Linked DNA regions of Gossypium hirsutum: regions 1 and 3 are each linked to region 2. A link is a contact called in public Hi-C data. All regions are on one chromosome and are shown on one strand. Each heading gives the region's core, a stretch centred on a gene start, on an enhancer-like site or on the middle of the called end of the contact. The rest is flanking DNA. Distances are from core to core; before and after follow the strand shown.

Evidence for each region. Hi-C and Micro-C count contacts between places; a contact is called where the count stands out from the background.
Region 1: a Hi-C map of leaf shows a contact between it and region 2, with 2.2 times the contacts expected there. The contact joins the enhancer-like site here to the promoter of LOC107896402 in region 2. A contact is called at or near these places in 7 of 34 Hi-C or Micro-C datasets (cotyledon and leaf).
Region 3: a contact with region 2 is called in a Hi-C map of leaf, with 3 times the contacts expected there. The contact joins the promoter of LOC107955860 here to the promoter of LOC107896402 in region 2. A contact is called at or near these places in 2 of 34 Hi-C or Micro-C datasets (both in leaf).

The regions. Positions count from the first base shown.
Region 1 is chrA10:102,152,882-102,156,159 of Gossypium_hirsutum_v2.1, reverse strand. No RefSeq gene overlaps it. Among protein-coding and RNA genes, the nearest start is that of LOC121208850, 5.3 kb to the left of the region's middle. Within about 2 kb of position 1,354, at least 2 of the 9 cell types and tissues checked have an H3K27ac peak or open chromatin away from gene starts, as enhancers often do. A contact at or near this core is called in leaf, where this site is marked.
Region 2 is chrA10:102,013,000-102,016,009 of Gossypium_hirsutum_v2.1, reverse strand. It overlaps LOC107896402 (F-box protein At5g49610), which reads left to right and starts at 1,729. Exons shown (of 1, transcript XM_016821564.2): 1 at 1,729-3,010. The coding sequence starts at 2,017.
Region 3 is chrA10:101,848,753-101,852,010 of Gossypium_hirsutum_v2.1, reverse strand. LOC107955860 (cell wall / vacuolar inhibitor of fructosidase 1) reads right to left here and starts at 1,268. Exons shown (of 2, transcript XM_041078574.1): 1 at 1,222-1,268; 2 at 627-1,065. The coding sequence starts at 1,268. The coding sequence ends at 627. It overlaps LOC107953078 (a long non-coding RNA gene), which reads right to left. Exons shown (of 2, transcript XR_001699054.2): 2 at 3,187-3,258.

The DNA of each region.
Region 1 (3,278 bases), core at 105-2,604, 140 kb before region 2:
TCTTGGATACTTGAAAACAAAATTGCATTGTTCCGGTAAGTAGAGACATGAGGGGTGGAACCAAAGTATTGTCAACAATCCAACTAGCTGAGAATATTCATTGTGGAAAGAACATTGACTTGATAGATCAAAGTGCTAAAAAAACCTCTTTGGAAATGCTAGAGGTACAAAAAATCAATATGAAGCCTGTTGAGTTATCAATAGGGCATCCACCTATGAGAGATATGGGTTATGCATCGAACTTTAAAGGAATAGTGGTAATGCAAATTGAGCAGTTGAATAGAGTAAATTCTATGAACGAGGTACATCTCAAACACTTTCCTAGTGTTTTACATTATGACTTACTATTGGCTTGGCAAAGACATAGAGACCCTTTCAAAGTTCTGAAGTGGGTAAGCTAAGGGGCTTACAAATCAGAGTTGGCGACTATACTCAAGGTTAACCCAGTGTTCAATGTGGGCATACCTAAGCTTATATGTGCGGATTAACGGGATCCTAATCGAGACAATTCAAGATGGGAGTAAGTAAGAGCGGTGGGCTCTTGCGAACAAGATAAACAAGAGAAGCATAACTACCTAACAGAGAGATTAGTTGGGAATCAGTTGAAATGTTGAGGCAATTCTAAGACGAGTCAAACTGGTATCATTCTGAGGACATGGTAAGGGCATCACGAGAATAAGTAGAGGAGAATGTCACATTTCATGGATCAAAGCTCCTAATGAATGCATACATAGTGTCCTATAGAGGTCAATTGATTAAATGAACTTCATTTGACTCATTTGAATTGGCCTAATTAAATTTAACTATAGCGAAGTGGATGCGTATGTGGCAATCCATATATACTTCATAAAATTTTAAAATGATTAATAAAATTTTTCAATATTTTCAATAAAGTTTATAAAAATAATTATGCATGTCCACAATAAAGTATACGTAAATTATCACACCAACTATTACATCAATATTGTTAAAATTTTAATAAACCAATAACTTTTTAACATAAAGAAAAGTAATTTAATTAAAATTTGAATGGTGAGGACCAAAATATTCCAAAAATAGTAGGATCAAAGAAATGAAAAAGAAAGATATGGAATATTAAATTTATCATTATGTCAAAATAAAATAAAACTAAAATACTCCTATGTCTTTGGGTTGTATTTTAAAAGAATTGTTATCCCATACATCGTTTAATAGAATAGAAAAACACCAGAAGCGGACGCAAGATGATGCAATAAGAAAATAATAAAATAATTAAAAAAATACCAATAGTGGAGAGAATAATGATAATAGTCGATTTTAAAAGGTATAAAGAAAAATGGTCACATCACTAAAAAGTCAAAGCGTAGTTAGTGGGTGCAGCCCAGATCCAGATATTCTTGACCCATCACTATTACCTTCACAAGAGTCAGGCCCAATATCATTATTTGATGAAGGAATAAAAATATTGGATCCAGGTCCCATTGTTGCTTCAATCCTTTCATTGATTTTTTTTAAATGTTAAATTTAGTTTTTAATATTTATGTTTTTTTATCAATTTATCATTTATCTTTTTTTAGTTAGATTTGACAATTAAACTTTTAAGAAGAGTTAATTTACTATTTCTTAACGGGACTATTGATTAGAACATTAATTTTTTAACGATATTGGCATAAAAACCTTCACGACAGTTTACATATATTTCATGCTGACAAGATACAATTGGTCTCATCAATAAAAAATTTTAAAATTATAAAAATATTCAAAAAAAGAGTATGAAGTACATATGGATTGTCATGTTTAAAAGTTTTAACTTTGTAGTCAATATTTTTGTTAAAAAAACAACAATTTAATTTTTTAAAAGGTTAATGATCAAATTAAACTCTTTTTAAAAGGTTATAAGTCCAATTTAGCTAAAAGTAATAATAGGGGCAAACTGAAAAAAGATGTAAATTTTAAAGGCTAAATTTATTATTATGCCAAAAATTTACATATTATATATTTGATTTTGATATAAAATTATTTATTAAGATTTGTCTAGTGGTTAAATTTTTTGTCTAGCATTTAAATAATACGGGCTTAAACTTTGTTATCCGTTTCTCACTCTTTCAATATTATAATGATAAAAATTTGATATAAAATTATATAGAGATATAATTATTTTTTGGGTGGGATAATATTATGTAAAATTCACGTAATTTCATAAGCTTCCATAACATTTTGTATTATGAATATATTTAATGTTCTGATTGCCATATTGTATGTTCTATTAATAGGAGGATAAGTGTGATTCGACACTCTCGAACCTACATCCTCTTGCATTGACAACAATGTCGATGCTAACCAAATTAAGATTCAGTTAGTTGTAAAAAAAATTCAATCATTAAATATTATTAACAAAAATAATATATTGAATCATATGATAGAAGATATTAGATTGATTTAAAATTATTTCTGTATGAAAAATACAATTATATTGAGAATTTTAACGAATAACTTTTAATAAATGAAAATTTACATAAATAATTGTAGTTGTTTACTTGAAAGTTAGATTTTTCAAGTGGTAGCTATTATTCTTATTATTATTATTACAAATAAATATGGATGTCCATATTCTAACCCTTTCATTAAGGAGATAAAAAACCCCCTCATTCATTATGAAAATAAATATGCAAGTTGCTTAATGTATGTGTTAATGAAGCACTTAAGTGAGCTTCATTTATATGTGTTGCATTAAATGACAATGAATTATAAATAGAACCCTTGTATGAGTGAAATGATATACGAAAAAATTCTCTGCTGATTTGATCTATTATTTATTTTAAATATTCTTTTATTTGATTATTTTATAACATTATTTTTATAATTAAGCTTTAAAAAGTAATAATTTAAAAAAAAAACTATCTATTTAACTTTATTTTAAAAAAATTGTAAATTAGGATTAGTTTTATTATATTTTCAATTGAATTGATTTATTCCGACACCAAATCCAATTACATTGATTTTTTCTAGTTTCTTGTCAAGAATCAACTTCCTATGTGATATTGTAGTCAACATCGAAAAAAGAAGCTTATGATAATCTTAATTTAGAAAATTAAGTATTGAATTTATTATAAGATTATTTGATATATTAAAAAAATTAAGCATTTATAATTATTTTTTATAATAATAAATTTTGATTTTTGAAATTTCATTATTTCATAATTTTAGTTAGACCTATTCATGGGCTGAGTTTCTCTTCTAAGCTTGGAGGTCTGCTTGAAATTTGAGAGAGTTTGGTCAAAAAAATTAGACCCGTTTAG
Region 2 (3,010 bases), core at 480-2,979:
GGGCTGAATACCCAAAAATACTTTGGACAAATCATTTGGGAAAAGGTCAATAAGTTTGGACGGCCTGGTCAATAATCTTGGGGACTCTTCGGCTAAATTACCAATTTCAAATTATTCTACGCTGCTTCAACAGTCTTAGATCTTGCAGTTTCACAAAATGACAATCTTTTTAATGTTGCAAGTGATCAAGGCCTTTTGACTTCTAAAAACCTGACCAATATAGACACTGAAAATTTGGAAAAAATTAAAGCACACTATAACCTTGTTTTTGACGAATCCAAAGGCTTTGTAGTCCCTATATCCGATAATACTCTAGATCTAGGTAAGCATTCCGCAGTTATTTTAAAAAAATAATAATATTCCTTCTAATCAACAAGTTAAATCAGATTCACTGTCTATAGAGCTCCTAGATTCGGTCTCGAGTACTTTTTTAAATGGTTCCAAAGACAGAAGAAGCGATGGTATTCGAAGTAATCGTAAGACCTCTTTTGCCTTACAGGGTGGAATTTATACATCTTTCAAGGCAAACCGTGGAGCTCAAAAGAAATAGTTCAAGGATCCTACAGTTGGGCATTACATTTCTCCTCTTCCTCTCAAGAGGTCCTTTCTGGATATCTTGATCAATCTGTTAAAGTTCATACCTCTGAAGAACAGGTTCTTCTTTTTACTGATGGGGCAGTGCAATTAGATTCTGGACTTGCTGCAACTGGGGGAGTTGTTTGAGATAAGGAGGGGCATTGGATCATGGGCTTTCACCGATTTCTTGAAAAATGCTCAGTTTTTAATGTGGAACTGTGAGGTATTCTTGAGAGCCTTAAACTAATTCAACGGTTGGACTATGATCACGTTATCATTCATTCTGATATCTTGGAAGTTGTTAAAGGCATTCTCGAAAGCTCTTCAACTGTCTGTAATTTCGCATTAATTAGGCGTATCCATAATATTATGTCTCAGGAAAATCATTGATTTTTGCAGTATATTCCGAGAGAACAAAATCAGATTGCGGATTGTTTAGCTAAACAAGCTTTGCTTGAGAAAGGAAATTTACAAGTGCTCGACGTTCCACCTGAGATGGCTCGTGTTTTAATTGATAGGAATAAGTCTTCAAGCGGTTTTTTTGATTAAGTGCTATTCTTGTAATTTTTTTTTCTCTCACAAAAAAAAATTTCTTCAACAATAAATTTATTTACCTCAATATGTTATTTTTTATTTTATTAAATTTATGAAATATCTATTTTTTGTGTGCCTTTATGCATTTTATTTTTGGTTAAAATATGCTCTTAGTCCTTCTATTTATATAGAATTTGAGATTTATTCCCTATAATTTAAAGGTTAAAAATTTTAAACCAAAATTCTTAATCCAATCATTATGTTTGTTAGTAGTTTTTGTTAAAATTTGTTAACTTATCATGTTTATTTTCTATTAATTATATGTCACACATCATATGAGAATAGCCTAATCAAATTTCTAACTTGACAAGTTTTGGGAGAAAATACTTACAATTTTAATGATTAGACTGAGATTTTTAAATAAAAAAGTAAGACTTGATTTTTATTTTTTAAAGTAAAAGGACTAAATCCTAATGTTTTCAAAGTATAGGGACTAATAGCAGATTTTAACCTTTATTGTCTTAACCAAAATCCTTGGTTTCATTTGGACAAAATCAATCGGCTGAAAAAGCCCATTTAGTTATATTTTCATGGATGCGTAGTGGACCCATTAGCCCTTGACTCTGCTATTTCATCGCTTTGCAGTTCGCTCCCTTCGGCAACATAACTGAAAAAGCTTCTTCCCTATCAGGTCGCTAATTAATCTGCCTCGAAACTACCATCATCCTCTTCTTCCCATAATTTGCTTTACTATTCGATTCTTCAACCCCCCCCCCCAAAAAAAGCTAAACAAAAGGCTTTCTTTTGTTGTTGTTTCAGTTGAAATCCCCAATTCACTCCCCTGGTAAGCAAACCTTGATTTTCTTTCTTCTTTCGCTTTTCTTGATTGAATTATGAATTTGAAAGATGGGTATTTTTCCTGATGAAGTTATCCTTCAAGTTCTTGCGAGATTGCCTGTAAAGCCCCTTTTCAAAAATAAAACTGTTTGCAAACTTTGGTATAGATTAGTCTCTGACAAGTATTTCATAAAACTCTATAATGAGGTGTCTGCTAAGAACCTAATGGTCTTGATTGAGACTTCGGGTTCACCAGAATCCAGATCAAGCTTGGTCTGTGTTGATAATTTGAGGGGTGTCTCTGAAGTCTCGTTGGATTTCTTGAAAGATAGAGTCAAGGTCAGAGCTTCATGTAATGGCTTGCTGTGTTGCTCTAGCATTCCCGATAAGGGTGTTTACTACGTTTGTAACCCTATGACTAGAGACTTTAAGTTGCTTCCTAGGTGTAGGGAGAGGCCTGTTACTCGGTTTTATCCCGATGGTGAAGCCACGCTTGTTGGTTTAGCATGTGATGTATCAAAGAACAAGTTTAATGTTGTGTTAGCAGGGTATCATCGTACGTTTGGTCATAGACCTGATGGGACTTTCATATGTTTGATATTTGATTCGGATTCGAATAAGTGGAAGAAGTTTGTTTCACATCGAGACGATCATTTCACTCATATGAACAAGAACCAAGTTGTATTTGTTAACGGTGCCCTTCATTGGTTGACCGGTAGTTGTTCCTATATACTTGCACTTGATCTTGATTATGATGTTTGGAGGAAGATTTCTTTGCCTGATGAAGTGAGTTATGGGACTGGAAATCGAGTTTATTTGTTGGATTCCGATGGATGCTTATCTTTGATTCAGATTTCGGACGCATGGATGAATATTTGGGTAATGAAAGACTACGAAAAAGAAGTATGGTATATGGTGGATAGAGTGAGCCTTAGATGCATTAGGGGACTAGTGCCTGGCATATTCCCCATTGCACAAACTGGTGAATGTATATTCTTGGCAACTCACAAGCAGATCTTAGTATACCATCAGAAGAGTCGAGTGTGGAAGGAAATGTACTCTG
Region 3 (3,258 bases), core at 19-2,518, 160 kb after region 2:
ATTCAAGATAAATCAGAAGCAAAATTTATTGATAAACCCGAAATTTAATAAGTAAATATTCGAGTTTAATAACAATATTTTGGTGACAGTATCTCAGTTGATAATCTGAGGATATGGAGCATAAGAATAAGCAAAGCATTATCGGCGCTGTGTAGCCGATTTAATTAAAGCATTTTTCAGTTGGTATTTCTTGAGGATTATTTGATGATTTTGATCAAGATAAAATAGAGATCATTGAAGATCATATGAACAATAATTTAAGTCACTTGTCAACCATTTATGTTGTGAAAAACCAGCTAGTATTATCAAAATATTATCTCACTTATCCTTTACTTCTAGTTGAAGTCGTGTGGACTATAAACAGGTAGTAGTGGCATGAGATTAGCTAGTCGAGAGCTTAGAGAGCACGACTTGATTCCTTTGTGAGAAATTCCTTTTTGTGTTTTTATTTCACCTTTGAGTGTTTGTGCTAAAAAAGTAAAAGCTAATTACACCGATTTTGTAATGGCATACTTCATCGATGTAAACAAACATGAAAAAAATCATCAGATAATTCATAAATTTCTCATTTTGTTTTAATTTATTTATCATCATTTAATAACAAAGAGAACTGACTTAACATCAGCCTAGAGTAACAATGAGGCAATGGATTGAAGAAGAACAGAAAGATCATGCACAGCTTTGTTTCCACTAAAGATTGGCGAATTGGATGCCTTTTCTGCAAAGCTGTTTTCACATGCCTGAGCTTCATTTCCAGCATCAGTTGCACTCTGAACAGCAAATTTGGGGTTGTTTTTCTCAATTGCATCAATTGCTACTGGGATATCACCCTGGATAATGGTGTTATATGAAACAATGCAACCTTCCAAGGCCTTTTCCAAGGTGGGGTCTTTGACACTTTTAAGCAATGCTGAAATCTGATTCAATGTGGCAATGGCTTTAGCATTGACACTGTCAGCCACAATCCGAGCAAGCCCCGGCACATCCGGGGGTCGGATTTCAAAGTCAAGACGCAGAGATCGTAAAATGGAGTCTTTTTGCAATTGGTTTGAATCAGGTTGATGTCTGAGTAGCTTACAGTGAAAAATGTGAAGCAAAATACAGCTTCAAGTATGAATAAAGAGATGATTTTGGTCATATTTGGGTGGTGGGAATTTGAAAGGTAACTGGAATATCGCTTAACTTGCACGTAAAATGGCTTTGGTTTAAAAACAAAAAAACGTATTTATAGGCTCCAGAATGAATTTTCTCAATGAAGAAGAAATCATATATGGAGCAAAATAAGGCAAAAAAATTTGCTATACGTAATTTTGGCCCAAAGATTGTAATTGCCTTTTACAATAAAATAAAAAAAAAGTTGTAAGGTAATCCTGTCCTGACAAATTCTATTAATTCTCCAATTTCATAACAGTTGAAATAAAAAATTTGGATGCTAATTAAATAGAATTTACTAATTATAACGGTTAATTTTATATATATATATTATATGTAAAATTGTTTGAGGAAAAAAATTAAGATTACGTAAATCATAACAAGTTAGACGTATATTTATTACCACCGGTTAATTTATCATTTGGTATAGGAGTTTGATCTCAAGGTTCAATTTGATACATGAATTTGGCTTCAAAATTTAATTTGGTACCCAAACCAAATGACATTATGTGACCAAATAGATGTTTGACACGTGTGCTCTAATAAAGAAAATATAAATACTTAATTGAAAAAAAAACTCAGATGCTAAATTAAACATTGGAGACAAACTATGTACCAAATTCGGACTATAAGGATTTCAAATATCAAAATAAAAAATTAGATACCGAAATAAACATTAAAACCAAACTTAAGTACTAAATCAAGAAAAAAAATTCAGATGCTAAATTAAACATTGAAACTAAACTTTGGTACCAAATAATGTATTAAAGATAATATAAATCTAATTTTAATTTTTTTATAGGTAAGGGTTAATAATTTATTATCATTTATTCTCAAAAAGCAAAAATTTATTATCATTTAAAGATAAGATCTATAAAAATCACTTGTCATAATTAATATTTTCACTTTTCGCGTCTATTAAAGTTTTAACAAAATATTTTTTTGTAAAAAATTCTCAATTTAACATATTTATGGGAATCTTTTTATAGTACATATTGTCTATATTTAGAGCTCGTGGTTACCCTTCCTAACAATATTATCTCTAATGTTTAAATTTGTGTTCTCCCCAAAAAAGTGCAATAAACTTTTAGGGATAAATACCAAAATTATACATGAACTATGATTTAATGTGCAATTGTATATATGAACTTTGATATTGTGCAATTTTATACATGAAATTTTGATTTGATCCAATTCTTGTAAATTATTAACACAATTATTGATATAACATCATTTTATGTTTATATATTCCATACACAAAATAATTATATTTATCCAATATAAAAATAAATTGATGTATTTATTTCTTTAAATGTGTATGATTAAATTAAAATTAAAGTTTCAAGTATACATTTGAACAAAAATTAGAGTTTCATATGTATAATTGCACCAAATTATAGTTCATGTATACAATTATACATTAATCAAAATTTATGTATAATTTTGAAATTTATCCCTAAATAATACTTATATATATAATTATAACCAAACATATTTTGTTCTAAAAATCATAGTGTACTTCATAATTATGCATTTAAAATTTTTGAATAAATAAATTCTCTCAGTTTTTATTTAACTTAATTTAATTTTACTTCAGTTGATAATGTTGTTGTTAGGGATGATAAAAAAAAAGCTCGAATCCAATGGATTTTGACTTTATTCGATGGGGTTAGGTTTTTTGTTTGAAATTAGGTTGCAAGTCAAGTTAGGTTTAATTTTCAAATTAATCAAGTTCGGTTTTAAGAAAAACGGACATACATAATATAAAAAAATCATTATTCTATTTAATAAAAATATATAAAAAAATAAAAGTGTAGCATATTGAGTAGGAGTTGAATATAGCTTTAATTTTTGGGGTCAGATAAATTAATATTTAATTTTGAATTAGATAGAGTTATTATTATAACAAAAATAAATAAATTCTAAAACATTTAAACATTTATTATTTTTCAATTTAAAGATTTGAGGGTTAATAGACGGACATTTATTTTATCATATAATATTAATGAAAAATAAAAAGTAAAAGACATCAAATGGTCGAAATCTGAATGGTTATTATTATCTTCATATTACAATATCAAAGCGTCAATTAATTAAGAATAGGGT